Linked DNA regions of Mus musculus: all the other regions are linked to region 1. The links are chromatin contacts, called in public HiChIP or PLAC-seq and promoter capture Hi-C maps. All regions are on one chromosome and are shown on one strand. Each heading gives the region's core, a stretch centred on a gene start, on an enhancer-like site or on the middle of the called end of the contact. The rest is flanking DNA. Distances are from core to core; before and after follow the strand shown.

Region 1 (3,890 bases), core at 355-2,854:
ACAGTCTGTATCTAAAAACTAAAGCCAGGCTGACTGGCTTGCATCCAAACCTCTCTCAGGCACAGAATATGACATGGCTGTGACTCCTGATGGGGGCCTTTGATGGTTGAGCTGGTAAAGGTACTTGTCCCAAAGCCCGATCCTGAAAGCTGTTCTCTGTACTCTAAATGTACACTATATATCACCATACTAAGATAAATAACGGACTGGCACTAGATATTGTGCCACGTTCTTTGTGTATTTCTTTTTTTTAATCCTCAAAAAAGACAAGTTTGTTAAGCCACATGGTTGGTAAATAACAGTTTTCCTCACGGATGTCTGTCTCTAGAGCAGATGGTTAAAGTTTTAACCATCAAAGAACCATTAACTCAGAAGACACTGCAAGGAGAAACCGATGGAAACGCTGGGGCAGTGGTTCTCAGCTGTCCTTATGCTGTGAGCCTGGGATATAGCGCCTCAGGTGCTGACTTCAACCATGAGAGTATTTGCACTGCTACTTTATAACTGCCATTCTGGTACTATCGGAAATCGTAATGTCAGATACCTGATATCCGACCCTGTGAAAGGGTTGTTCAACCTCTGAAGGGGTTGGGACCCACAGGTTGAGAACTACAACTCTAGTGAGACAAATTTCTGTTCCCTCCCATTCAGAGTCACAGTCTCTCTTCCTTTTTCAAACTCAGAGTCTTGTGAATACCAAGAAAGCACCTGACCAGTGAGCTCTTTTGACACTCTCAACGGCACAATTCAGTTTTCCAGAAGGAAAATCTAACAGTCTATGTGATCTAATGATATTAAGAGACCCTGATTGGCCTTAAAAAAAAAAAAAAGTCACACAGTACAATAAATACTAGAAATGCAGCCCTTCAAACTACATTATAATTTCAAGATTCTCTCTTTACTAAATTCTACTTCATTGGGATTGCTACAATTTAATAATGAACTACTCAACTATCCAAAAGGTCAACTTTTCCCCCGGGGTACTGCTCACCTTTATGATGTTAGCACAGAACCGTTCCCACAGTGACAGCTCTCCTTCTTTGATCCATGACATAGTTCTTGCTATGTCAGAAATCACACAAGAACAACAACAACAACAAAAAACAGCCAGATAACCTTGAATAAATGAAAAGAGAGAGAAGTCATCCTTGCTTGCAATAAAACTGACTAAAGAGACTCTGCTGGACTGTGGCAGGCAACACGCGTCTGAATCCAGAGACTGTTCTAATCCGCTCAGGCCTCTACAAGCCAACGGGAGACCTTTGGAGCAAGGTAGTTCCCACTTTCTTATCCTTACGTGCACTGATTTCTTCCAAATATCCTGCCACATCATGGTACCTACATCTTGCTTGGTCAATCCCCACAACTTCCTTCTCTATTGCCCCGCAAACCATTGCTCACTCTAAGCTAACCAATCACTACCCTCCTTGGATGCCGCATCTGTTACCTCAATGGTCACTCTCCCGGCTGGACTTTAGTGTTTCCCGCAGCTAACTCCACATCCAGCTTCCCCTCCTCTGGGTCTCTGTGTTTACTCCCCACCTAGGACGCAGGAGAAGGCGCTTTTCCACCACTCCCGGGCGACTTACGACTTGGCGCTGAAAGAACACGTCACCTCTACGTGATTGGCTCCGCCTCCTCCGTCCGTGGTGGGCGGGGCCGCCCCTGCGTACTCGGGGGCGGAGCGGTGCGAGTTCTTGCGAGTTGGCTATTGGTGGCCGCTCTCGCGGGGCGTGGAAACAGCGCCTGGGAGGCCGAGGTCACGTGAGCCGATACTCCTACCTCTTGGGTCTCCTATTGCAAGCCCTGCACGTTAGGCGAGTTGAGCCTGAGGGATCGAGATGTGTTCGGCCCACGCATTTGCGTGGTCTCAGGTGTTGTGGCAGTTTGTTAGGGAGAGAGGATGCGGTTGCTCCACCTCAAAATTGAGTTTCTCTATGGATGATCGCAGTGCTTATATTATGGGAGACACGGTAATGTCGTATTTTGACAGTCCTCCTACCTCAGTCTCCCCAACTGCTGGGGATATGGACGTAAACCATGGAAGTGAACTGCGTTTATTTAAAAATTTGTCTTGGGCTGGAGAGGTGGCTCAGAGTTTAAGAGTACCGACTGCTCTTCCAGAGGTCCTGAGTTCAATTCCCAGCAACTACATGGTGGCTCACAACCATCTGTAATGGGATCTGATGCCCTCTTCCGATGTGTCTTAAGACAGCGACAGTGTACTCACATACATAAAATTAATCTTTAAAAAAACAAAATTGTCTTAAAAGTGTTCTTTTAGCCGAAACTGATGGCACGTCGTCACTGAACTCAGCACTCAAGGCTGAGGCCATTTGAATTAGTTAATGTCTTTTCTGCTACGTAGTAAATTTAGTCACCCTGATCTAGGGGATACTGTCTCCTCAAAAAATTCTGACGTGTTTTTTTACTTGTCGCCTTTTAATGCTGCTAACGCATCAGAAGGGTTTCTTGCGCTGGTCACTTTTGGGGAGCGATGCAAAGCAACTTTATAATTTGCAGATTCCGAAGACCCACGTTAATGAACTTAGGAGGACAAGTCAGAAAGAGCTTTACTCTTAGGACTTCCAAAACCACAATCCGTAGCATTTGGGAATAGAGCCCTAGTGGTAGAGTTCTTGCCTAGCAGGCTAGAAGCCCTGGGTTCAGTTTCCAGCCCAGTATAAAAAAGCATGGTGGCAGCGAATGCAGGGCAATCAGCAGTTTAGGTCACCTAGGGCGTTTGAGGCTAGCGTGGCCTACACAGGAAAACTCAACCTCAAAACTAAACAAAAATAGAAACAATCTTAAACATACAACAAAACACCATAAGCCACTTGTGGAGAGCTTTGGGGGTCAAGCAAGAACTCAAAAGCATTAGCTGTATAGCTAGTCTGAAGGACTTTTAGATACCTAACAGAACAAACTTGGGCCTGGACTGGGCTTCGGGAAACTTGCCTCCTCAAAAGTATTATCATCATCATCCATTGTCTTGCCTCTTGATGTATTTAATGATACAGGGAAGAAGTTGTTCTGCTTTCACACACACACACACACACACACACACACACACACACACACACACACACACACACACAAGCCAAAAAACTGAACTTTCAGTATCTGATGCAACTAGTATTTCTTTCAAATCATACTTGCATCTGTAATAGGGTTTCACAATTCCAACGAACCTTTTTTTTTTTTTAAAACTTTTGCCCCGTAGGCTCAATGACACAGGGTAAGATGTCACCTGTCGAGCTTTACCTGAGGAAGGCACAAAACGTGCATGACTCAACAAAGCTGTAGAGATGAATGGCCCATTCATCAGCTCTCACTTGTCCTCCCTTTGTGAGCCCTGAAGCTTCTGCCAATAACACCATTTTCTCAGGAAGACCTCTTAGCTCACAGAAGCCTAGTAGTTAGCGACGCTGGGTTTTAACTTTTGGTGCAATTAGCTAAAGGGTCACAACCCCCCTGCTCTGGTAACAGTTTGAGGATTTATTTAATCCACTTTCGGTTAATACTTACGTTTCCCTTTGGTAAAGTATCCCCCCCCAACCCCTCCCTTTGGAAAAAAAATCGTCCTGTAAGCACTCACTAGAAAGTTAGCAAACTGTATCACAAAATATTGGTTTATAGTGGGAGACTCTGCTTGGGCCTCAATTTCTCCGGTTCTGTATGGGACTTTCCTTTTGGGGGTGTTGCAAAGGGTTAATTAGGATTTGTAAAGGGCTTTGAGGAGTAAAGGACAAAGTATTATTAGGGTCTCCTGCCCTAAGCCCTGGCCCCAGCCTTTCATCCCAGCAGAGGCATAGGCAGCCCCATTCTTCTGCATGCCAGGCCTCTAATCCCCTGTGAATGTGGCAGCTTCCAAGGAAGGGACAAGAGGC
Region 2 (4,070 bases), core at 440-2,939, 510 kb after region 1:
TCCGCACAGGAAGGCAGGCATCTCTGGTTGTAAAGTATAGAAACAAAAAGGCTTTTTGCTGGCTATAGAGAACAAAGAGCTTCTTTCTGGCTGTGTTTTTAGAGATCAGGGAAAACAAGCTTGGGGAACATTTAGGGGCTTTACCTTCCAGGGAGAAACACTTTAAGTTGGGGTCTCACAGAACTGTTGTTGGGAATGCAGTGTGTGTGTGTGTGTGTGTGTGTGTGTGTGTGCGCATGTGTGTAATTATATTCCTATCTGGCATTTTGAGGGATTAAAGATCGGCCAGATTGCCAGCCTGGGAAACAGAGAGATTCTGTCTGGAAGTAAAGAAAGGACTGGGAACTGCTCATGAAGAGCCTTGCATGAGACACTTCATTCAGTCCCCAGAACTGCAGATGAATAAGGAAACAGATAGGACATGTCCCGCCACTTATAATATATTCTAAGGGTTTTCGTGTAATACATATGAAATTCATATATAAAATTTATATAAAACCAGACATACGAAAAGTTACAAGAAATATTCACCCAGGGCTGGAGAGAGGGCTCACTGGTTAAGAGTGTGTCCTGCCCTTCCAGGAGATCTGAGTTTGATTTCCAGCACACATATTGGGTGGCTCACAATCTCCTGTAACTCTAAATAATAATTACAAACTTTCTTTTAGTTCTGCTTTGAACTGACAGAGATCTGCCTGCCTCTGTCTCTCAAGTGTTTGCATTTAAGCCTCCCATGCCTGCTAGACAAGCACTCTAACAAATGAAGTTACAGCCTCATCCCTGGATTCCAATTTTGTTTCTTTTGTTTTTTTTTTTGAAACAGTGTTTCTCTGTCCTGGAACTTGCTCTGTACACCAGGTTTGTTTTGTAACTCACAGAAATCCACCTGCCTCTGCTGGGATTAAAGGCCTGTGGTTCCACCACCCAATTCCTTGATTCGATTTTTTATTTCATGTTTTCAAAGATCTTCCATGTATTGGCTCAGTTACTCTTACATGCCAATTAGTGGCAACCCCTAGTGTCGGGTAACCAACCACTGGGTCAGCCAGGGACAAAAGGGTTTAGAGTGGGGTCTAGAACCTGGCTCCACTGCTCCAGGAGGGGAGGCTCTGGAGTAAAACTGTGCAGTCTGAGACTGGAGAGATGGCTCAGCGGTTAAGAGCACTGGTTGCTCTTGCAGAGGACCCTGATTTGATTCCTAGCTCCTATATGGTGACTCAGAAGAGCCTATACTCTAGCTCCATCCTCGGAATCCTACTCTTCTGTCCTCCATTTACACCTATGCTCATGCGCGCATGCCTACAGACACCCCCCAACATAATTCTTAAAAATTATGCATAAATATATTTACATAAATATATCAACACAATATATTAATATACACTCACTTATAGAGTATATGCATGTATTTTATTTTATCATGTATTCTATAATACTTATATAGTATAGTCACAAATTATATGAGTACATATTATATATGTGGATACATATTACATATTATAATATGTATTCATATATATATTTCTGAAAAAAAGTGCAGTCCTGCCAAACCAAACTTGGTAGTGACCTACACATGCAGAGGGTGCAGAGTCCACACAGGAATGAAGAGCAAAGCAGGAAGAGCTCCCGGGAACCGCCCGGCTTCCTTAGCGCACTGGGCGTGGTTAGGGGCGGGGCTTACGTCATTACGGCCGGGCAGAGCCCTGCCTCCTGCAGTGGCGGGAGATCTGAACGCGGGTTGGCGCTAACGCCGGCTGCAGTGGTGCGCGGTGCGCGGCCGCCATGAGGCATAGAGGGCCCGAGGAGGAGGCGTGTGGTGTGTGGTTGGACGCGGCGGCGCTGAAGAGGCGGAAGATGCAGGTGGGACGCCAATATTGAGGCGATACGCGGGCTTTGGGGGACGCCTGAAGGGAGGGGGTCGGCATAAAGGGAGGACGGGATTCGGGGCGACTGGCAGCGTGAGGCCTTTGAACTGGCGCCTCAGGCGTCCTGTGGCATGCTGGGAAGGGCTCCACGACTGGTCACCTACAGGGTGCGGTCTACCCAGTTTGCCAGAACCAGCAACATGGAAAATGCAGATCAGATCGGGGATCTGGCCCAACATTAAATGAGCATCCCTGGGGTGCTGGAGACTAATTGGGCGTTTAATATGCGTTGGCTGTGTCATTAATCTTTTTTTTTTTCACTAGTGAAAGAGGGTTGAGTAATCCAGGTTCCCCCAGTTCGCTTATTACCAACAAGTGTTAGACAATTGCTTGTTTAGCATCTTATGCTGGCCGTTGTGTTTAGGGTTTTAAGTAATATTACCTTGTTTGGTCCAGCTATATGCTAGTATCAGTCCAATTACCTAGGCAGAACATGATATGTCCCCATAAGTAGTTTCAAGAGAAATGTGACTTTTGGAGTTTAGAAAGATTGCTGTTGATTTGAGACTATTAAAGCAGATTGAATGGAACAGGTGGAGATCTGAGATTTAAATAGTATGATTAGCAGTCTAAAGAGCAGCTGTTAACCATTTTTTGCTGATGAAAAATTGGAGATTCTTGGTTTTTGTTTTGTTTTGAGCCAGGGTTTTTTTTCTGTTATGTAACTGGCTATTCTGGAACTCACTGTGTAGAGCTGGCTGGCCTTGAGCTCAGAGATCCACCTCTTTGCTTCCCTAGTGCTACGATCAGCGTGTGCAACCACACCCGACTGAAAAATTGAGGATTCTTAAAGTCATCTTACAACCGAAGTCATTTTCTTCCCCGGGGACAGCGTTTCTCTGTGTAGTCCTGGCTGTCCCTGAGCTCAGAGAGCCACCTGCTTCTGCTTCCCAAGTGCTGAGATTAAAGGCCACCATTGCCTGGCTGAAGTAATTTTTTGAGGGTAACAAACTTTCACATTTTTTTCCTCTTAACATTTTTGGAGCCGGGCGTGGTGTCGCACGCCTTTAATCCCAGCACTCGGGAGGCAGAGGCAGGCAGATTTCTGAGTTTGAGGTCAGCCTGGTCTACAAAGTGAGTTCCAGGACAGCCAGAGCTATACAGAGAAACCCTGTCTCGAGAACAACAAAAACAAACAAACAAACAAACAAACAAACAAAAAAACCAAACCAAAAAAAAGAACATTTTCGGAATAGGTAATAAATCGATGTGTTCTGAAATGTAAACATATAGTCTGTGAGATATACTCCTGGCTTTGCCTGTAATTAACACACACACACACACACACACACAAATGCATCTTTTTCCTATTTACAAATAGTTGCATGCTATACACTGGCAATTTGTGTATATTTAGGTTTTTTAAATTATTTTAATGATATCATTGTGTGTGTGTGATATGTACAGGAGTACAGGTGCCCACGGAGGTCAGAGGTGTGAGAGACCCTCCCTGAAGCTGGGGTTACAGGTAGTGGTAAGCCACCTGATATGGTGCTGGGAATCGAACTCGGGTCCTCAGGAAGAGTCCTGTGCGCTCTTAACCACTAAGCTGTCTCTCCAGGCTGTCCCCACCTACCCTGTCCCCACGGATGTCTGTGTCGGTGACTTTGGAGGGGGCAGTAGTTGCACGCACTTGTGAGCTGTGTGATACGAGCACTGGTGTAAGACCCCCATGCTGGACCTCCGCTCAAGTCCCGGGATGAGCTGGCCAGCACCCCAGTGACCGAGAGAAAACCACACCCGAGGCAAACCGCAAGAGGTTTTATCATCAGCTAGCTGAGGACGAAGTCCCAACGCTGTGCAGGGCACCGGAGCGGACAGCAGGGGGCTTTTAACAACTAGCTGAGGAGTTGGGAGGAGTTGGGAGGAGTTGGGAGGAGTTCTTCTCTTCCGGGTGTCCTTGGTGAAATTTACAAGGCAGGAGTGGGGAGTGAGTTCTTTCTGAATTTTTATCTCCCGAGTCCTCCGCACAGGAAGGCAGGCATCTCTGGTTGTAAAGTATAGAAACAAAAAGGCTTTTTGCTGGCTATAGAGAACAAAGAGCTTCTTTCTGGCTGTGTTTTTAGAGATCAGGGAAAACAAGCTTGGGGAACATTTAGGGGCTTTACCTTCCAGGGAGAAACGCTCTAAGTCGGGGTCCCACAC
Region 3 (4,226 bases), core at 526-3,025, 450 kb before region 1:
TGAACCTGTGAGTAAGATAAAGCCTTTCCTCTCATCAAGCTGCTCTTCCTGCTTCATCACAGCAGTGGTCACTCTGACCAAGACAGAATGGAAAGCCATCCCCAGTGACGGGTGGCAGGAGCCCGTCTCCTCGGGGACTTGGGGGCCTGGCTTTGGGTAAACTTGTCACTCTCTGACCCTCAGGTGCTTACAGAATGTAATATCTGGGTTTTCTACCTCTACCAGCTCATCTGCTACACACCCACTGTGTGAACTAGGTCTGGCCATTTAACATCACCTATGGGTTATTTGGGGGTTATTATATTTGTGGGTCTTACTATATATCCCTGATTGGCTTAGAAGTTGCTATACAGACCAGGCTAACCTCTAACTTGTAGCAATTTTCCTGCCTCTTCCTCCCCAGTGCTAGGACTCCAGTCACGCACCATCTTATCCTGACCAGCAAGATGAATCACTGGGTAAAATTGACTGCCTCAAAATCCTAGCAACTCAACCCTAAAAACCCAGATACTGGTGGCAGGAATAAACTGGCCCCTTAAAACTGTCCTGTCACAAACACTACTACTACTACTAATAATAATAATAATAATAATAATAATAATAAATTTCTTTGGTTTTGTTTTTTTTCTGAGACAAGGCTTCTCCGTGTAGCCCAAGCTGTACTAGAACCCATTCTGTAGACTAGGCTGGCCTCAAATTCAAAGATCCACCTGCCTCTGGCTCCTGAGTGCTGGGATTAAAGCAACACCCGGCTCCAAATAATTTTTTAAAGCAAGAAACCCTCAACAAATTCCCCAAATGCAAAGCCTAGTCTCTTCCGTGTCTGCATCCCCAGGACCCAGTCTTATTATGTGTCTGGTACACGACAATGACAAGTACTTAGGTGCTAGGCAGGGTGGCCCATATCCAAGTTCCCGCACTCTGAAGACAGAGGAAGAATAACCCTGATTTGGAAGTCACTTGGTCTATATAGCAAGTTCTGCGTAAGCCAGGGATATAGAGCAAGACCCTGACTCAAGAAAAAAAAACAACAGGAACTGATATTCCTAAGCTTCACCTCACAGACGAGGTAACTGAGGATAAACCAGGAGGGAGCTTAACCTACAGGTCTCCGGCTCACTTCCTCAGTCAGTATACTTTCAAGTATAAAGAGACCACGTGCTAACCGCCCCCCCGGGCTCTCACTACCCTACACAGTATTGATAGGCAGGCTCCACTTTGGGTAAGATGCAGATCATATCGAGAAGAGTCGGCCCAGAGATGCTCTAAAGAGTAACCACCATTAGGGATGCTCTACACAGTAACCATTAAAATGAAAGCAGAAACACCCGTGGAGCGCAGAGTGGGTGCGGAAGCTCTGGGGTCACTCTGGGACAACGAAAACTGCTCTTGGGGGCTAAGTGCAGGGCGCTGACGGCGTTGGAGCGAGACTTCACTCGCGGGCTGGGCAGACCGGAAGCTGGGACGCGGGGACCCGGGGACCCGCGCGGCCGGGGTGGGGGAGGTCTCGGCCGACCGCGGAGAAGGGCTGCGGCGCGGGCCACGTCGTTTACCTCCTGCACGCCGCCCTCGTGCTGCTGCGCCATGGCCAGCAGCATGCCGTCGAAGCGCTCCTCCTCCTGCTCCCCTCCCATCGTGCTGCGCCCCGAGCTCCGCACTCGCGTTCTGCGATGCCCGCGCTCCCCACGGTTCGCGCGGGCCCAACGGCTCCCCTCGCTAGCCTTCCGCAGCGGAGCCGGAAACACGCAGGAGCCGCCCGGCCGTGCGGGTTCGCCCTTCCCGGCTTTCTTCCCGCCTCCCCGCCCATCGGTGCCCATTGAGCTCCCGGAACACAACCCGCTTCTCTGGCCATTGGCTAAGCCGAGGAGCAAATCAACAGTCGCGGTCCCAAGGCAGTGGGCGGGGCTCGCTGCCGCAGAGTTTGGCTTGAGTTGCTATGGTCACCAGATACCTGGGAGCTTTCTAGAAAGCTCTGAGCTCACATCTTAATAGGGCTGGAAGTTTTGATCAAGTGATACTGTTAGCCTTCTCCTCCTACAAGCCGCAGTTAAGACTCAGGAAGAAAGCACTCACCAAAGGGTCAACCTACTAGACGTTTAAGAAAAGAGCACAAAACTGTAGTTTGAGTAGAACAGTTTTACAAACTGTTTGCACTAGGATTAATGCTCTTTCATTACTGTCTGAAAATCCTTAGTTTTTCTGTTTTTTTGTTTGTTTGTTTTGTCGTTGCTGTTGACGGCAGAGGTGATGGCTTGTTTTGTTTTGTTGAGACATGCCCCGTGTATCCAAGGCAAAGACAAACTTGTGTTCCTGGCCTGCCTGCCTTCACTTCCAAGCACTGAGATTGCATGCAGGCTTGTATAGCCTGAAGATTCCCCACCGCCGGCGCGTACATTTATTTATTACTTTGTAAACCTGAGAGTGCTATACTGTTACAAGATTATTACATTAACTTTTCCAGAGAGCCTGGCTATCTCACACCTTGGAATAGGAACTCTTAAGGGTTGAACGTCACTCCCAAAGAGCAGGTTCCTTCTATCAGATTGAGGTCTCTGAGAGCTGGTCTGGGTCATCTCCATGTTAGAAGCTGTGCTGATTAATTTTATATCAACTTGACATTAGAGTCAGCAGAGAGGAGGGTGCCACAATTGAGAAAATGCATCCTTAAGATCCTTCTGTAGGCAAACCTGTAGGGTGTTTTCTTAATTAGTGATTGATGGAGAAGGTCAGCCCACAGTGGGTGGGGCTATCTGTGGGCTAGTGGTCTTGAGTTCTATAAGGAAGCAACACCTTCTATGATCTCTGCATCAGCTCCTGCCTCCAGGTTCCTACCCTGTTTGAGTTTCTATTCTTACTTTCTTCAAAGATGGACTAATATGTGGAAATGTAAGCCAAATAAACCTTTTTCTCCCCAATCTGTTTTTGGTCATAGTATTTCATCACAGCAAAAGAAACCCTAGTACAAGCCAGGCAGTGGTGGCAGGTGCCTTTAATCCCAGCACTTGGGAGGCAGAGACAGGTGGATTTCTGAGTTCGAGGCCAGCCTGGTCTACAGAGTGAGTTCCAGGACAGCCAGGGCTATACAGAGAAACCCTGTCTCAAAAAAAAAGAAAAGAAAAAAGAAAAGAAGGAGGAGGAGAAGAAAAAGAAAAGAAAAGAAAAAAGAAGAGAAGAGAAGAGAAGAGAGAGAAGAGAAGAGAAGAGAAGAGAAGAGAAGAGAAGAGAAGAGAAGAGAAGAGAAGAGAAGAGAAGAGAAGAGAAGAGAAGAGAAGAGAAGAGAAGAGAAGAGAAGAGAAGAGAAGAGAAGAGAAGAGAAGAGAAGAGAAGAGAAGAGAAGAGAAGAGAAGAGAAACCCTAATACAGAAGGCCTGGACTTCTCTGAGCAAATGGCTTGCTTTCAGACTCTGGGCTATAGTAATCCTAGTCCTAGCCTTCTCTCACTCTTCAGGTATCTTTTCCCTCAGTTTTCTCTTCCTGAATAGGATTGACAGCAACAACCATGATGTCAGTCTGTCCTCAGGAAGGGCCCGAGTGCGCCAAGGGCGTTACATCCTCAAACACCACTTTGACCCTGCAGACAATAAGGAAAAGCACTGTCAAAGTAGAGTTTCTGTCAAGCTTAAAAAATAAGAAACTTAGCCAGGCAGTAGTGGCACATGCCTTTAATCCCAACACTCTGGAGGCAGAGGCAGGTAGATCTGAGTTCAAGACCAGCCTGGTCTACAGAGTGAGTTCAAGAACAGCTAGTTCTACACAGAGAAACCTTGTCTCTAAAAATAAAATAAAATAAAAATGTTTTTATTCAATTTTTAAATTTTTTTTTTTTGGTTTTTTGAGACAGGGTTTCTCTGTATAGCCTTGGCTGTCCTGGAACTCACTCTGTAGACCAGGCTGGCCTCGAACTCAGAAATCTGCCTGCCTCTGCCTCCCGAGTGCTGGGATTAAAGGCATGGGCCACCACGCCCGGCTTTAAAACAAATTTTAAATTTTATTTTATGTATATAAGTTTTGCCTGCACGGATGCCTGTGCATCGTATATGTGTGGTGCCTGCAGAGGCCAGAAGAGAGCACAGGATCCCCTGGGACTGGAGTTACATATAGATGGTTGTGAGCTGCTGTGTGGGTGCTGAGAACCGAACCCTGGTCCTCTGCAAAAGTATAAAGTACTGCAACTGCTGAGCCCTCTCTTCAGCCCCCACATTCACCCCTGACCTACATACACTAAA
Region 4 (4,158 bases), core at 442-2,941, 430 kb before region 1:
CCCCTTCCCTCGGAGCTGCAATGCTTCTGCTGAGGAAGAGACTTCCTCTCAGAGCCGTAAGGTCCCTGGGCTCCCATGCCCCAGGATGCCCTTCCACTGGGTACCATTCCCCTTGAGTTCTAGGATTACCCTTTCATCTGAGCAGAAACACCTACACCCACCATCAACCATCAACTGTATAAAAATTCTTAGAGAGGGGTGCGATCTCATGAGCCTTCCCCCTCCTCCATGACAGGAAATTGAAGGGCCTACTTTTGGGCAGAGTTGCACTCGCTATGAATTTAAAAATGGATCCAGGGCTGGTGAGATGGCTCAGTGGGTAAGAGCACCCGACTGCTCTTCCGAAGGTCCAAAGTTCAAATCCCAGCAACCACATGGTGGCTCACAACCACCCGTAATGAGATCTGATGCCCTCTTCTGGAGTGTCTGAAGACAGCTACAGTGTACTTACATATAGTAAATAAATAAATCTTTATAAAAAAAAAATGGATCCAGAGGCTCCAACGCCCTCCTCTGGCCTTCCTGAACACTGCACACAATCACAAGAGCTATACTGTTTGTTTGTGAGGGACTCAACGCCTTGTACGGAGGTCGTCCGAAGCTGGCAATATGGTTTTCGCCTATGATCTCTGGGAATAGTTTTCGATGTCTATGCATGTATTTGTACATTTAAAAAAAAATCTTTTTGAGGGCTGGAGAGATGGCTCAGCGGTTAAGAGTACCAACTGCTCTTCTGAAGGTCGGGAGTTCAAATCCCAACAACTGCTTTGCAACCATCCGTAATGAGATCTGATGCCCTCTTCTGGTGTGTCTGAAGACAGCTACAGTGTACTTACATATAATAAATAAATAAATCTAAAACAAACAAACAAAAAAACCAAACCAAACCAAAAAAAATTTTTTTTTCCCTCGAGACTTCTCTGTGTAGCCCTGGCTGTCCTGGAACTCACTCTGTAGACCAGGCTGGCCTCGAACTCAGAAATCCGCCTGCCTCTGTCTCCTGAGTGCTGGGATTAAAGGCGTGAGCCACCACCGCCCGGTTTGTTACAGATAATTTTATGTGCATGAGAATTTTGCCTGCATGTATGTATGTGCAACACGTATGTGCCTCTAGAGGTCAGAAGAGGGTGTCCAATCTCATGAAACGAGTTACGTATGGGAGAGTTCCCTCGTACGTGGGTGCTGGGAATCCAATCCAAGTATTCTGTAAGAGCAGCGAAAGCTCTTAATTGCCGGGGCATCTCTTCATCTCCCCCGTCCCGCGCCCTGAGAAAGGCTCTCTCGACATAGCCCCGTCTCAGTCACTATGTTGACCAGGCTGGTCTTGAACTCACGCACACCTGCTTGCCTCTAACTCTCAAGTGCCGGGTTTAAAGGCGTGAGGCACCACGCCCGGCTGGGTTGGTACTGTAGAGTCCAGTTTTGCATCAGACCTCCGCCACCTCCCGCTCAGCATCCCGGTGCTCTACACTGGTTCCTCCTTAGAGCCTCTCACACGCTGGACCAGCTATCACTGAGCTACAGCCCAGCCCATCGCACGAGTTTTCCATCTTCTGTGGAGCTGGAAACACAGATTCGGCCCAAGAGCAATTAAAACGAAACTTCAAGTACCAAACGGTCACCGATGCCACATTGACCAAACTCCAGCATCCGAGACGTGGTGCTCTCGCGAGAGTGGACGCCAAGCAATCATGTGACAGGCCAAGATGGCGTCGCCCAGGGAGCTGGACGAAGAGTCGCCGGTTTACCTGGTGGTGAGCGGGATCCCTGCCGTGTTACGCTCGGCTCAGTTACGGAGCTACTTTAGCCAGTTCCGGGAACAGCGCGGCGGAGGCTTCCTGTGCTTCCACTACCGGCACCGGCCCGAGAGGGGCCCTCCGCAGGCGAGTCCCGAGGCGGCCCGGGCTGGCCCGGACCCCGCCGCTGAGGATCCGGTTCTCGCCCAGGCTCCGGCCTCCGATGCCCGCGCTGTCCGCGCCCGGGGCTCTGCGGCAGCCCAGACCCGCACCTGCTGCTGCGTCGTCTCGGTGAGGGGAGCGGCGCAAGCCCAGCGGCTGCTTCGCATGTACTCCGGTCGCCGGTGGCTGGACTCTCAGGGGACCTGGCTTCCCGGTCGCTGTCTCATCCGCAGGCTTAGGCTTCCCACCGAGGTTTCAGGTAAGGGGGAGAGAATGGACCGGACGCACGGCCCTTGGAAAAGAGGCGCATTGCCTGGGTGGTTAAGATAGGTTATCACTGTTTAGAGCTTAAGTTAGTTCTGGACAAAGCTACAAGTTTTCAGCCCAATCTGCATGTTTTTACTCAAGGACTTACAAGGCAAAACAGACAAAACAACTGAGATCTGTATAGATAAGTTTCAAATGTATCCCCTCTTAAGGACCATTTCCCTAAGGGTGGTGATTTTTGTACTGACATGATTTCTTAAAAAGGATATTTGGAGCCCGGTGCGCTAAGGCACGCCTTTGATCCCAGCTCTCAGGCGGCAGAGGCAGGAGGATCTCTGAGCGAGCGAATTCCAGGACAGCCAGTGCTACACAGAGGAACCATATCTTGAAATGCACAAAGGAAACTTGGTTTCTTCTAATCTAACCTAGCGACTGGAAGACAGGCTCTGCAGAGGAAAGAGCTGGGGGCAGCAGAGAGGGGCTGGGCACAAGTGTGTCCATTGGGGAAAAGGAAGCCAGGTGTTTTAAAATGCCAGATGGAGAGGTTTAAATAAATTATTTTGAAACAGTTCATCCTAAAGAGTCATTAGCAATAGTGGTGGTATATATGCCTTTAGTTCTAGTGCCTGGGAAGTAGAGGCAGATGGATCTCTGTAGTTCTAGCCTGGCTTGGTCTACAAAGTGAGTTCCAGGACAGCCAAGACTATCTAGCTCTGACCCTGTCTCAAAAGTTAAAAAAATAACATACAAAACAAAAATGAAAAACTGGTATCAGCTCAAAGTTAAACAGTTTCATAGAAAGAGGTGTGTGTGTGTGCGTGTGTGCGTGTGCGCGTGTGCACACACACTCGAGTGCATATGCCGGCTATGGTTTAAGCAGAATCTTTAGGAGCAATGTCTTATCAAGACATACAGCATGAGCTGCCTCTCTATGTGTGTGTCTCTCTCATGTAATCTATGCTGGCCTCAAACTCTATGAAAGTTCCAATGACCTTGAGCCAGGTGTGGTAGTGAACCCCTTTAATCCCAGGAAAAGCAATCAAATTTCTATATTCAAGGCCAGCCTGGTTTACATGTCTAGTTTCAGACCAGACAGGGTCTGCCTCAAAAATAAATAAACAAAAGAAGTAACCTTGGGCTCCTGCCTGTGCCTCCCATGCTGGGATTATAAGTGTATGCCACCATATTTGATCAGCCCATCATTTTCTTATGGACTTCTCAAAACAATCCTTTGCTACCAAGAAAGATTGCTTATCTTGCTACCCGCTCTGAAGACCTGACTTGGATCTCAGGACCCACATAGTGGGAGGAGAAAAGCAACTCCAGCAAGCTATATCCTGGCCTCCATAGGTGCACTGTAATGTGCACACCGCAGTAAAGAAACAAAACGTAGGGGGCTGGTGCGATAGCTCAGCAGGTAAGAGCACTGACTGCTCAAGGTCCAGAGTTCAAATCCCAGCAACCACATGGTGGCTCACAACCATCTGTAATGAGATCTGAAGACAGCTACAGTGTACTTATAAATAAATAAAACCTTTTATTAAAAAAAAAGAAAGAAAGAAACTGTAATAAAAAAAATCAGGGCTGGAGAGATGGCTGAGCACTGGCAGCTCTTCCATAGGACCCAGGTTCAATTCCCAGCAACCACATGGCAGCTCACAACCCTCTGTAACTCCAGTTCCAGCAGATCCAACACACACACACACACACACACACACACACACACACACACACACACACAGAGGCAAAACACCTCTGTGTTTAGTGCACATTAAAAAAATCATTTGTGGGCCTGGTGAGATGGCTCAGTGGGTTAGAGCACCGACTGCTCTTCCGAAGGTCCAGAGTTCAAATCCCAGCAACCACATGGTGGCTCGCAACCATCCATAACGAGATCTGACTCCCTCTTCTGGAGTGTCTGAGGACAGCTACAGTGTACTTACATATAATAAATAAATAAATCTTAAAAATAAAAAAATAAAAAAAGAAAAAA
Region 5 (4,026 bases), core at 149-2,648, 450 kb after region 1:
AGTTCTTTTATTTCCCGATTGTCGTGCCAGGTGTTTCCAGGGGCACTCGAAGCTGGTGGAGGAAGTAGAATGAACCCAGGCTTAGCCCAGGGAGTCAGGGCTTTCCAGCCTCTCTGCTCCTCTCTGACCTTGAGCAGGTCCCTCCCGGCACACTGGGGGCTTGCAAACTACAGGGTATGGGCTTCCTTTCCTTGTGCATCTCTTGGTTGTGGTGAGAAGCAACAAGAGGCACTTTGGAAAAGTCGAGAGCATCACATGACCTCCAGGCTGGATTCTGGATCCCTCTTCATCCAAGATGGCAGTGGGAGCCTTCAGCCTGATTCCTTCCTTTTCTCATTTATCTGTTCCTGCCTCACTGGAGAAGCACCGAGAGCCCCTGTACCAGATGCTGTTATTTTCTCAGAGACTGAGGATACCCACAGGCTCCTGGGAAATCAGAGGGAGGAGGGAGCAAGTCTAAATAAACAATAATTATGATGACTAGATATGAGGCCTGTTTGTCTTGAGTCGGGATCTTGTCATGTAGCTCAGGCTACCTGGCTATTGATGGAAGGCCTTCTAGATGGAGAACCATCTTCCTTGAGGTGTCCAGGGAGCTGTGAAGAATAGAAAGAGGTGCTTGCCTGTTCTCCCAGCACTTGGGAGGCAAAGGCAGGAAGATTGGGAGTCCAAAGTCATTCCTCAGGAAACCTATTTGCCTGGTTAAAAATGGCCCCAGAAGCCAGGCGTGGTGGCCTTTAATCCCAGCACTTGGGGGAGTGCAGCGGCAGGCGGATTTCTGAGTTCGAGGCCAGCCTGGTCTACAAAGTGAGTTCCAGGGCAGCCAGGGCTATACTGAGAAACCCTGTCTCAAAAAAAAGCCCCAATATCATATCCAAGGGAGAGATCTGTGAGTCCCTGATACCTATCTGACTTTCCAGGACATCTGGGGCAGGTGACAATCAGCCTCCTGAGTTTTTGTTTTGTTTGTAAGTCTTCTCTTCCTAAAGCCAGACAGGCCACAGCAGGACTTCTGGATCCAGCCCTAGACCAAAAAGAGCACAGAGAGCCTGAGGGAACAGAAAAGGGCGGGGGGGGGGGGGCGGCGGGCATTGAGTGATCTCCTGGCATGCGACCTGTTCCCTAAGCCATATGTCCTTACAGACCACAACTCAGTAACCCAGAGCATCCCGGGGGTATGGAGGGGATGGGGGTGGGGGGTGTCTTGCAAACACAAACCATCAATGAGTAGAAGGCCAGCGGGACCTAGCTCTTTGTCTCTCCTGAGGAAGTATCCTGAAGAGAGACACAGGGAATGTGTTTCTGGCTGGCACTCCCCACACAGTGCAGTCCCCACACAGTGGCAGGGAGGACGCTGACAGAGGCTCCAGGGAGTGGCTGTGGGCCTGGCTTCTAGAAAGACAGGTTAAAAAGCCAGCTTCAAGGTAAGATCCAGAGCTGGGACCCCGGCCAATCAGTCCTTTGGCCTGGTTGCCATGGAGACCGACCGGCAGCAGCTGCTAAGGAAAGAACAACCTGCAGCTTCTACATCTAGGATCCGTAGACACCGTGGTGGGGGAGGGGACGCATACCCTCCTTTCTTCCTGGATGCTGAGACCCTATCTGTCCCCAGCTCACAGGCTTTCAGGCTCTCCACTGTCGCCAAGTCACAAAACAAGAGACAGGACAAACCCCAATTTCTTGCCTCTAGGCCAACGCCCATTCGTTATAACATAGCCTTCTATTCAGCTTTGGGAGCAAACAAGACCTTCTAGCGCTGAGGCCTGGGGCCCTGGGAGGGTTTCTCAGTCACCTCCAGGAAGGGTCCATGTCCTTAGATGTGAATCCCAGTGTATTAGCCACTAGAGGCCAATTTGGCCCAGCTTTCTGTCACTTTCTCTCTGGAAAACCTGGCTGGCCAGAGAGTCTGTGAACAGCCTTTGTCTGGGTAGGGAGCTAGCTGAAGCTGAGCCCAGAGGCAAATGGAAAGTGACAGGGTTTATTGTCCCCTCGTTTGATGCTATACTGATATCATTAATTTGCAGCCTGGCTGGCATCCTTCAGGCCGGGACCTTGCGGGCCAAGCCCCCCACCTTCCCCTTACAGGTTATCTCAGGAAACCCCAGGCGGGAGGGGAGGGGTCTGGGATCCAAGTCGTTGGTCCTCTTTCCAGAGCAGCTGCCGGTACCTAGCTTTCATCTTATTCTGTGAAAGGAGATGCCGGGCTGGTGTCATCTGGGGCTTTGAGCTTCTGAGCTGTGCATGTGAGCGGGTTCCTTATGTAAGAGAACGGAGACAAGGCGTGTGGAGGAGCAAGAGAGGACAGAGAAAAACAGGGCTGCGCCTGGACTTCCGGGGCAGCGGGCAGCGGCTTTAATCAGGATTGTAGCATAGGCAGGGGAGTTATGTAAGAGAAAAGCCCGCGCCAAGGAACACCAAGGCAATGAATGAGACAGAGCCATCACTTCAGACCCCATGGCCCTTTCTCTGGTGGGAAGTAGGATGAACTCTCTTCCAGACACTGCCATATTACAATTATTTATAAACTACACAAATGATATCAGAGCATTTAATTAAAAAATTGCGTGTGTGTGTCACAGTCAGCGTGTGTCTGGAAGTCAAAGAGCAACTTGCAGAAATTGGTTCTCTACCATGTGGGTTCCCAGGGACCAAACTGGGACCATCAAACTTGGCAGCAAACCTCTTTACCTGTTGAGCCGTGCTGCTGGCCCGAGAACCCCTTTCTATAAAGGATGCAAGCGCTAGCGATAAACTGCCCTTTGTGGTCCCCTGCTTCCTCTCAATGTTAATAATTTCATGTCGTCCTAGAGACTCCGGTTTTTCTTTCTTTAGCCACCACATCGCTTTGTCCCGCAGTTTTCCCCACTGTGATGTTTCTCACAGCTAGGTTCTTCGGCAACAGCCAACCCACGGCCTGTATGACAGACACTTGGTGATTTGTTTACATCATCCATGTTAGGAGTCACACGGGCTATTTATAGTCTTTTGTTACTAATGAATAATAATGCTTTGGGTACTCATACAGCTGGGGCAGCAGGGAGGGAGGATTTCTAGATGTGGAATTGCTGGGGTAACATGTCTGGCTATCTAATTTTCCTAAATACCATGGGCATTTATTTTTAAGCTTTTTTGTTTTTGTCTTTTTTTTTTTTTTTAATGTTCCAAGACAAAGTTGTCCGTTGCAAAAAAGAAGAAGAAGAAGCCAGAAAGAAAAGGAAAACATGCGTGGAGAGAGAAAGCATTGTGTCTCTTGACCCAGCAGCCACAAACTGTTTACAAACTTGGGGCATGTTTTTTCTTTCAGTTACTTCTATTTATTTCTCTCCCTCCTGCCCCATCTACCCCCCCCCCCCCGTGGACAACCATGTAACATGGAGCTCATCCTCTCCTTCTACCTTTAGTGGGTTCCAGGGATCCAACCTGGCTTCTGGGGCAAGAGGGCAAGCACCTTTACCCGCTGAGCCACCTGTCAGCCCTGTTTGTTTATGCTGTTACTGGTATGGTGGTCCAATCACATGGCACCGTTTCCTAACCAGCTTTTCCTAACCTTATGAGCATTTTCCCTCATCCCTAACGCCTTTTTCTAAACACTCTTTTTTTATGATATTATGACGGGCATTGTAGGCACCTACCATACCTTTTCAATCCGATCCCTCCATTGTTGGTCTTTAAGTTGCCCTACATTGTTTTCTACTACATAATCTCAGTGACTTTTAAAAAGCCATTGTCCTCATTCCAATAACTGTCTCGTGCCACACTCCCCAAAGGAAGAAGTACTGGTTCCCAAACCCAGGATTTAGTAAATCTGTTTTTCACGTTGACTTCTGCATTGCTAATACCTAACAGAATCCCAAACAGACCTAGGGTTATGGAATGAAATGAAGTCTTCTTGGTGATGTTTTTGTCTGTAGAGGTCACCCTGTGCAACCCTGACTAGCCTGGCACTTGCAATCCTCTGGCCTCAGCCTCCCAGACCCTGAGACACATACGGCCACACCCAGCTTTGTGTATGATTTTTAATGGAAA
Region 6 (3,842 bases), core at 656-3,155, 480 kb before region 1:
ATGACAGACGGTGGCAGCACACCTTGCTGAAGAGTTTCTTTTCTTTCTCTCTTTTTTTCCTTCGGTTTTTGAAACAGGGTATCTCTGGGTAGCCATGGCTGTCCAGGAACTCATCCTGTAGACCAGCCTGACCTCGAACTCACAGAGATCCATTTGTCTCTGCCTCCTGAGTGCCAGGATTAAAGGTGTGCACACCTGGCTGAACGGGTCTCTACCAGTCCCGTACACGGCATTGCAAGAGCGTCTCACGAATGTGCCCTAGAACAGGCCTTGCTAGGCTTAGAGTTTGCAGAAGTGCCACTGTACACAAGGTGGCTCATTTTCTGAATTCCAAAGGGGAATATGGTGTACCCCTTGTCCATCCTTGCCCCAGAAGGAAGTGTGATAGACTGTGGGAAGTTCTGCCACTGGGCCTTTGCTGGGAACTTGCCACAGGGATCTCTCCCAAACCTGTCATTTCCATGTGTGACCTTCTTTGTCCTCCCCAGTTGACAGAGGTACCTTTTAAAATTGTTTGTTTGTTTACTTATTTATTTACTTATTTATTTATTTATTGGTTTTTTTTGAGACAGGGTTTCTCTGTGTATCCCTGGCTGTCCTGGAACTCACTTTGTAGACCAGGCTGGCCTCAAACTCAGAAATCTGCCTGCCTCTGCCTCCCAAGTGCTGGGATTAAAGGTGTGTGCCACCATGCCCCTCATGGTTTTTTTTGTTTGTTTGTTTGTTTTTTTGAGATGGGGTCTCTCTACATAGTCCTGCCAATCCTGGAACTCACTCTGTAGACCAGGCTGGCCTGGAACTCACAGAGGTCCACCTTACTGCCTCCAAAGAGCTGGGATTAAAGGCATGTGCCACCACATCTGGCTAGAGAGGTCTATATCTACAGAGGGGACACTGGAAAATGGAAAGTGACTTGCTCCCATGTCAAACAGTTCAAAAAGAGCAAGAAAGACATCAGGGACTATGTTGGCTGTGGAGGCGCATGCCTGTGATCCCAGCACTCCATAGATAAGAGGAGCAAGTCTTCAAGGGCAGCCTTGGCTACATAGGGAGCTAGAGGCCAGCCTGGGGTACATGAGACTTTGTCTCAGAAAACTTGAACAATCTACGGCTGCACCCCTGGGAACATACCTGATCTAGGCTGATCTTGACTCGAAGCAGGACAGGATATGGCTGGTCTTCCCAGGATCTTGTATTGGAAGACCTAGGTAAGAGGAGCTGAAGAGAGAGTTCTGCCTCAGAGAGCACTGGCTGCTCTTCAAAGTTCCAAGGTCCCCAGTTCGACTCTCAAGTGCTCACATAACAGCTCACAACCCTCTGTAACTCCAGTTCCAGGGCATCCCATGCCCTCCTCTGCTCCCTTACCTGTGGGCACAAGGCACGCAAGTGGTGCATGGATGTACAAGCAGGCAAGACATTCATACATATAAAAACATTTAATGTAAAAAAAGAGAAACCTAAATAAGTGAATATGTAGACAGACAGATAGATAGACAAGAGATCATTGCCTAGCTATTCAAACAGTGAAGAATATTTACTAAGCAGTTGGTATGTGCCAGGCGCTGTACTAGGGAAACAAGACCAGACCTTACCCTCAAGGTCAGAGGCTAAAAGGAGGAGACAAAAGACAGGAAAGCAACAGTCTGCTGGGAACTATAATAAAGAGTCCAGAGAACTGTTCCACATGACAGAGCTAGGGACTCAGGGGCCCGGACGGCTTCCCAGGAGGCATGCATGCCCTTTAAGTAGGAGCTTTGCGGCCCGGTAGGCGCCCCATGGGCTCTCCGATACTTCCAGGACACTGGACTATAGAGCAGAGAGGGGACCTAAGCACTGTTGCCCGATGATGGCCCCTCTCAGGGCCTCACTCTCCTGGCTGGGCCGGAGCTGGGCGGGGCCTCGGCCAGGTGCGCGGCGGCGCTCGGCGGAGGCAGGAAGTGTGTCCCCAGCGGCGCCCCGTGCCGCGCTCCCGCGAGACGCTTACCTGCGACCCAGGTGAGTGCCGAGGGGGGCGGGGGAAGGGCCGAGCGGAGGCGGCTCACCTGGCTGGGCAGGTAAGGCCGGCGCGGGTCCGCGGGGGCGCGGGGCGGTGCAGCCCCGGGTGGGTGACCCTGGAGGCCGCGCCTGGACGGCGGCGGGGCGCGGGCCCTGCTCCTCGGGCCCCGACGTCCACTTCCGGGGTGCGCGGGGCCCGGCCGGAGCGGCCCGAACGGGCGCAGGGCTGGGCTGGGCTGGGCGGGCCGAGAGGCCCCTGGGGTGCTAGGACCCAGCACCGTGCGTGGAACAGCGTCGGGAGTCGCGGGCCACGGCGCTGGTGGCAAGCGAGGCGGTGCGCGCCCCGACGGCAACGCGAGCCCTGCCGCCTGGACGCGCGCGGCTCCTGCTTGCAGATGAGACAGTGGCTGGGGCTGTGCCAGGGGGGTGCACAGTACCCTGCGCCCGAGCTGAGCAGAGCTGAGCGCGGCTCGCTGACCATACGTTTGCCTGGACAGAGGCTGCTGCAGCCGGCTCGTCCTGGGGACACAGGGAGGAGGGCCCATGGAGAGCCCCCGAGTCTGTCTGTCTGTCCGTCTGTCTCTGTGTTTTGTGGGGACTGTCGGAAAGGCGAAGGCAGTGAGAAATCAGAGAATCCTGGGGCCATCAGACCTTGAGGCATCCTTGCGATGCCTTCGAACGCTGCCAAGTTAGAGAATGCCAAGAGTGTGTCTTCCCAGGCTTTTGCTAAACACGGAGCTCCACCCCCAACCCCCATACCTCCGTAGAGGGTTAGAAGGACATTAATCTCTCCTCTTTTGAGAGATGAGGTTTTCCATTTTTATTTTACGTCACATTGGTTTATTATTTACTTATATTTAAGTTAATTTAATATATATTTTGTTTTGCTTTTTGAGATAGGGTCTCATATGGCCCAGGCTAGGCCCAATATTCAGCCAAGGATGACTCTGAAGTCCTCATCATCTCATCGTGTCTTGTGCTGGAATTACAGACGTGGGCCACCTCACTACTCTAAGATGAACCTATTTAAAGATGAGGAAGCTGGGTCCAAGACTCTTGTCCCAGGCCAAAATTGAGGCAAAAATTGGTCCCACTAAATTAAGTGAGCAGTGTCACTGGGTTGTCAGGAGGGATGGACCAGGGACAATCGTGGGAAAAGGAAGGTGTAGATGGATGGTTTGAAGGGACGCTCATGCAAGGCACTATTCATACCACAAACAGGAAGGCTGACTGCTTGGTTGTTTAAGTTTCAGACAGGGTCTCTCTCTTGGGTAGCCCAGGCTGATCTTGAACTCAAAGAATCTGCCTGGCTCAGCCTTTCTAGTTCTGAAATTACCTGAGGGAGCCACCAAGAGCAGAGTACCTGGGGTGAAGAGCCTGGCCTGCCCCGCAGCAAATCTTGTTCCTTCCCAGCCTGCTGACTTACTTGATCTCTCCTCTCTGTTCTCTGAGCTTCCGATTCCTGAACTGTACAGTGACAGTAAATAATTCACGTGGCAGTTGTAAGGACTGAATAACGTGGAAGAGCTCTGGCTAGAGCCGGTTTCTAGCCCATTCACTGCCGTCTCCTCAGTGCTAAGCACAGTGCTGGCCCGTGGACAGTGTAATGAACAGTAGCAGTCCTAAGCCGTCGGTGGTGGGGAGAGAAACACTGACCCATGATACTCCTACAGACCCACAGACAATCATTGTGGGGGGTCCGAGGACAGATGGTAGGACTGTAGATGCAAGCCCTCCAGAGGTGCCAGCTCATGCTGGCAGCTTTAACTGGCCCTTTCCTCACAAGTCCACAGATGGGATGGGATAGTAGAGGAATCCTCTTGAGAACTTGGGCAAGGAGTGGGGGA
Region 7 (3,744 bases), core at 668-3,167, 470 kb after region 1:
AGTGAGAACCTTGAGAAACTCTTGTCACAGATGTCAACAGGAGCAGACATCTAACCACAAATCCAGAAGCCAAAGGGTATCGCTAAAAAAGATGAAAAAAAAAAAAACCTACATGAGTTCTAACATCTACTCCATTCTTAGCTGTGGTTTCCATGGAAATAGACATCTGCTCTAGGGAGAAAGGTGTGTGTGGGGGTGGGGTGGGATGATATAAATGCTTCAAAATAATCAGTGTTTTGAGAGATTAATTCTCCTCTGTCACAACATTAATAGAAATATGAGACTTTTGCGTGGCATATCTTGTATTTGAAAAAAAAATGTATCACATGGGTGGGATCTTGCACACACATCTCCAAATCCAATACAAAGACTTCAAGACAAAGTGCTGGTTCAGAAGTTCCCGAACCTCGTGGCTATGGAGGTCTCTGCACATTTGTGTTCCCCCAGCTTCTCAGTTTTCAGAAAGGTCTAATCCTCGTTCCTGTCCAGTTCTAAAAATGACTTCAGGGATCCATTCTGAAAGTTGAAGCATCAGGCCATTGTGAGACTGCGTTCTGAGAGGGAAAAGCCTTCCACTGCGCAGAACTGGCTCCTGTTGTTCACATGCTAAGCAAGAACCACTTAGACTGGCTGGGGCGGGGGCAGAGGGAGACTGACCCCACGCAAGGGCAATTGCTGGAAAATATGCCTCTATAAGCATATTCCAGACAACTGTACTTTGCCAATTGCTTGCTTTGTACGTTGTCTGCACAATACAGTTTTCACTGTCCTGTATGCCTATTGTATTTTATCTCGGGTGCTTCCCTCTTGGTTAAGCAGATGTAGGATTGTTTTAAAATTAGGATTGTTTCCACAGAAGCTGTTGTATGTATGGGTTGGCTTTTGAGAGACCAAATCCATTAATAAAATGGTAAACCCAATGAAGAGTTTCTGAGCAGGTGCTTTGGGGAAATGACCACCTCGTGGGGACACAGCTTTGGTCAGCAGAGAGAAGAGGTTCTTAGACAGACAGGGTCACGCTAATTTCCTTTGTGTCTCTGCTATAGTTTTGCTTTATCCCGGCCAGAGGGAACCGTGACCTTGTGGCTCCTTTTGTTTACATTCTCAAAGTGAGCCCAGCCCCGCTCTAGGGAGCACGTGCTTTCAGAACAAAAGGAGCAAAGTGTATCTAGAACTGCCATCGCTCTTCCCTTCCCTTTCCTGTCACCGCAAGGCTTTAGCAGTCCAGATGGAGTCTGCCTTTAAGCTTAGTGGCTTTGTTAAACCCAAGATCAGATTCCAGAGCCTCCCGCTGTCCTGCCTAGATCCCAGTGTTTCCAGCTCGGGAGGCTGAAGGGTAGAATGCAAGTGGCCAAGGGAAGAACCACGCCCGTAATCTGCCAGTAGGAAATGGGTTAGGGACTGCGTTGTTGCGCTACAGGTGACAAGCTGCCGTGTGTCCGTGATAGGACACCGAGGGTAGAGGATCGTGCAGGGGCGTGGAGTGGCACTATCTTGTCACAGGGTTTCGGGCGTTTTAGGCGACCGGGAGGGGTATGGCATCAAAAGGGATATTGCTTAGGGAGCCAAATAAACTCCTATGGCTGGGTAGAGGTAGAGTCCAGTCGGTCGAGGTCTAAAAGAAGTAGGTTAGGACCGACCCCTCCCCTGCTCCTCACCTCGCCCTGCAGTTTTCCTAAAGAGAGTCCCATAACCGATTCAGTCCTGCGGCCGCAGCCAAATGCTCTTCCGATCAGAGACACCCCACCCACCCACGCTAGTCCCGGCTAACACCTAGAGAGACCCCCCACCAGGAGTGCCCCACCCCTAGCATTGTCCTCCTGCCCCCCTGGCCCGGACTACAATTCCCGAAATGCTTCTCTCCAGAGAGGCGGTGCTCTCCAGGCTTCGGGGCGGGACTGGCACGTGCCGTCACCCGCAGCCAATGCGGAGCGCCTGGTCTGGGTCACGTGCCGCTGTTTGGCGCTTTTGTGCGCGCCCAGGTCTGTTGGTGCTCAGAGTGTGGCCAGGCGGCTCGGACCGAGCAGGTGGGTGCAGGCTTGGCTTAGGCGGAGGCTACGGCGGGCTGGGGAGCAGCCGGGAACGCGGCGGGTCCCCCAGCCGGGCACAGGAGATGGGCGGAGACCCCGAGCCCCAGCGGGTGGGGGGCGTTGGTCTTTTGTGTGGAGCTCGGGCGGAGCCTTGGCTTTTGTCCCTATTCCCTGGAGATGCGGGCTGGAGGGGAGGGGGCGCGGCCAGCGCTGGGCTTTAGCCCGGGTGCGAGCGTGGAGACAATAGGAGGCGTGAGCCGTCCTCTGCATCTACCGCCCGGCGGGCGCGGCTGTTCGGGGGGTCCCCATTGTCTGAAGGAGAGCGAGGCTGGGGGCGCTCGTGCTGCTGAGGGGCGGCGCCCGCCCGGTCTCCCGGGGCTTCGGGGCGGTGGTCCCGGACAGCTCTGGGCACTCCGTCAGTGGGTGAAGGCCGTGCGACCGAGCCCTCTACAGCCACCCCAGGGCTGCGTGTCCGCGAGGTGTTTTTGGCGGGAGTTGGGGGGCAGACGGCCGCGCGCTGCCAGCCCGAGAGGGGCGGGGCCACCCCGGAGGACCGTTGGCCCCGCCCATTCTGTCGCTGCCCACGCGCGCGGGCTCCCGAGCGTGGAGAGGTTCGCGGAGATTCGAAAAGGCGCGGGGAGCCGAGGGGCGGGGCCAGGGGCCGGAGCGTAGGGCGTGTTCTGATTGGCCCGGGCCGCCAGCCTGCCCGCCTGGGCCAGGACCACGCCCATGCTGTGTAGTCTGCTGCGTTGGGTGCTCTGCTACAGATAAATGCATTTTTTTTCGTTGCTTCGTTTTTGCAGTGTCTAGTGTTTGGAACCTTTAGTCATACGCTTCGGGGCTAAAAGAATGGTGATCTTTTTAAAAAAAATACTCGAGAACTGTTGAAAAAAATGTTTGCGACATAAGGCATCAAATGTGACAAACCTCAGGCGGGTGTGGTGGCGCTTGTCTGTAATCTCAACACTCAGAAGCTGCCCCCCCCCCCCGCCCATGTATGCATCGAACATGGAACCCAGGGCTTTGCAAATGTTAAGTGTTAACCCAGTGGGCTAAACCCCACCCCTCTACCCTGAGGAGGCTGAGGCAAGAGGATTGTAATTTTACAGCCAGCCTGGATTAAGTAGACCCTGCCCTCAAAAGAAACCTAGAGGTTCATACAACTTCATTTTCTCACTGTGAGGCTAGTAGCTTAAACCCTAGGAACAATAGGACTTGAATATCATTGGCTGCCAGCTTGGGTGTTATTCACCGTGGCAGACACAGACAAAGCAGGGGTGGGTATTTCAATTGCACAATGAGTTGTAGACAGAATTAAGATGGCTCCGATCTCATTGTTGGGTTGAATCTGGAATATCTTATGTTGGGCAGGACAAAAACATTAAGGGACGGAATTCTTCAACCTTGTGATTGAACCCCTGAGTTTTGATATTCCAAGATTTTCTTTCTTTGAAGAATATCATTTAATTTGATTTTCTGCTGCCAGCGTTACTCAATGAAAATATCTCAATATGTCCCAGTGTTTCTAGATTGATATTTTAATGATGTTTCTTGATTTTCACATAATGATTTTCCTGACATTGTCAAGGGTGTGATTTGAGACCCCTTTGTGCTGATGACATAGGAGAAATGTGGAGAAATTGATTGCATGCTTTGAAAAATCGTTCCAGGGCTTTCCTTGCCAGTGGATTGTGTAGAGTATACAGCCAGTCTC

What was found. Promoter capture Hi-C pulls out the DNA fragments that hold promoters and counts their contacts. HiChIP or PLAC-seq counts read pairs in DNA pulled down with a chosen protein or histone mark. Capture Hi-C pulls out chosen DNA fragments and counts their contacts.
Region 2: a promoter capture Hi-C map of liver shows a contact between it and region 1, with 2.5 times the contacts expected there. The contact joins the promoter of Aunip here to the promoter of Dhdds in region 1. A contact is called at or near these places in 2 of 39 promoter capture datasets (cranial neural crest and liver) and 2 of 9 other capture datasets (liver and macrophages).
Region 3: a promoter capture Hi-C map of liver shows a contact between it and region 1, with 2.1 times the contacts expected there. The contact joins the promoter of Nudc here to the promoter of Dhdds in region 1. A contact is called at or near these places in 2 of 39 promoter capture datasets (hippocampal neurons and liver) and 4 of 115 datasets of contacts at active chromatin or transcription factors (large pre-B cells, memory CD8 T cells, microglia and 1 more).
Region 4: an HNF4G HiChIP or PLAC-seq map of pancreatic cancer cells shows a contact between it and region 1. The contact joins the promoter of Gpatch3 here to the promoter of Dhdds in region 1. A contact is called at or near these places in 7 of 39 promoter capture datasets (cranial neural crest, frontonasal cranial neural crest, hematopoietic stem and progenitor cells and 4 more), 1 of 484 Hi-C or Micro-C datasets (erythroblasts), 5 of 115 datasets of contacts at active chromatin or transcription factors (T-cell acute lymphoblastic leukemia, astrocytes, bone marrow-derived macrophages and 2 more) and 3 of 9 other capture datasets (adipose tissue, liver and pancreatic islet).
Region 5: a promoter capture Hi-C map of liver shows a contact between it and region 1, with 2.1 times the contacts expected there. The contact joins the promoter of 1700021N21Rik here to the promoter of Dhdds in region 1. A contact is called at or near these places in 2 of 39 promoter capture datasets (hematopoietic stem and progenitor cells and liver) and 1 of 9 other capture datasets (liver).
Region 6: a contact with region 1 is called in a promoter capture Hi-C map of liver, with 2.2 times the contacts expected there. The contact joins the promoter of Kdf1 here to the promoter of Dhdds in region 1.
Region 7: a contact with region 1 is called in a promoter capture Hi-C map of pre-B cells, with 4 times the contacts expected there. The contact joins the promoter of Stmn1 here to the promoter of Dhdds in region 1. A contact is called at or near these places in 8 of 39 promoter capture datasets (the 3T3-L1 cell line, 3T3-L1-derived adipocytes, the C10 cell line and 4 more), 3 of 484 Hi-C or Micro-C datasets (bone marrow-derived macrophages and embryonic stem cells), 6 of 115 datasets of contacts at active chromatin or transcription factors (bone marrow-derived macrophages, differentiating embryonic stem cells, embryonic hindbrain and 3 more) and 1 of 9 other capture datasets (macrophages).

Annotation. Positions count from the first base shown.
Region 1 is chr4:133,999,278-134,003,167 of GRCm38.p6, forward strand. It overlaps Dhdds (dehydrodolichyl diphosphate synthase), which reads right to left and starts at 1,605. Exons shown (of 9, transcript NM_001362959.1): 1 at 1,448-1,605; 2 at 992-1,116. The coding sequence starts at 1,054.
Region 2 is chr4:134,509,310-134,513,379 of GRCm38.p6, forward strand. Aunip (aurora kinase A and ninein interacting protein) reads left to right here and starts at 1,690. Exons shown (of 3, transcript NM_001081099.1): 1 at 1,690-1,860. The coding sequence starts at 1,783. It overlaps Paqr7 (progestin and adipoQ receptor family member VII), which reads left to right. Exons shown (of 2, transcript NM_027995.3): 2 at 1-928.
Region 3 is chr4:133,544,252-133,548,477 of GRCm38.p6, forward strand. Nudc (nudC nuclear distribution protein) reads right to left here and starts at 1,776. Exons shown (of 8, transcript NM_010948.3): 1 at 1,554-1,776. The coding sequence starts at 1,634.
Region 4 is chr4:133,573,054-133,577,211 of GRCm38.p6, forward strand. Gpatch3 (G patch domain containing 3) reads left to right here and starts at 1,692. Exons shown (of 7, transcript NM_172876.2): 1 at 1,692-2,157. The coding sequence starts at 1,707.
Region 5 is chr4:134,448,773-134,452,798 of GRCm38.p6, forward strand. It overlaps 1700021N21Rik (RIKEN cDNA 1700021N21 gene), which reads right to left and starts at 1,399. Exons shown (of 3, transcript NR_045800.1): 1 at 1,219-1,399; 2 at 905-1,024; 3 at 1-596.
Region 6 is chr4:133,517,058-133,520,899 of GRCm38.p6, forward strand. Kdf1 (keratinocyte differentiation factor 1) reads left to right here and starts at 1,906. Exons shown (of 4, transcript NM_133707.2): 1 at 1,906-1,995. It overlaps Gm42323 (predicted gene, 42323), which reads right to left and starts at 2,801. Exons shown (of 3, transcript NM_001378703.1): 1 at 2,043-2,801; 2 at 1,132-1,204. The coding sequence starts at 2,752.
Region 7 is chr4:134,466,403-134,470,146 of GRCm38.p6, forward strand. It overlaps Stmn1 (stathmin 1), which reads left to right and starts at 1,918. Exons shown (of 5, transcript NM_019641.4): 1 at 1,918-2,027; 2 at 3,701-3,744.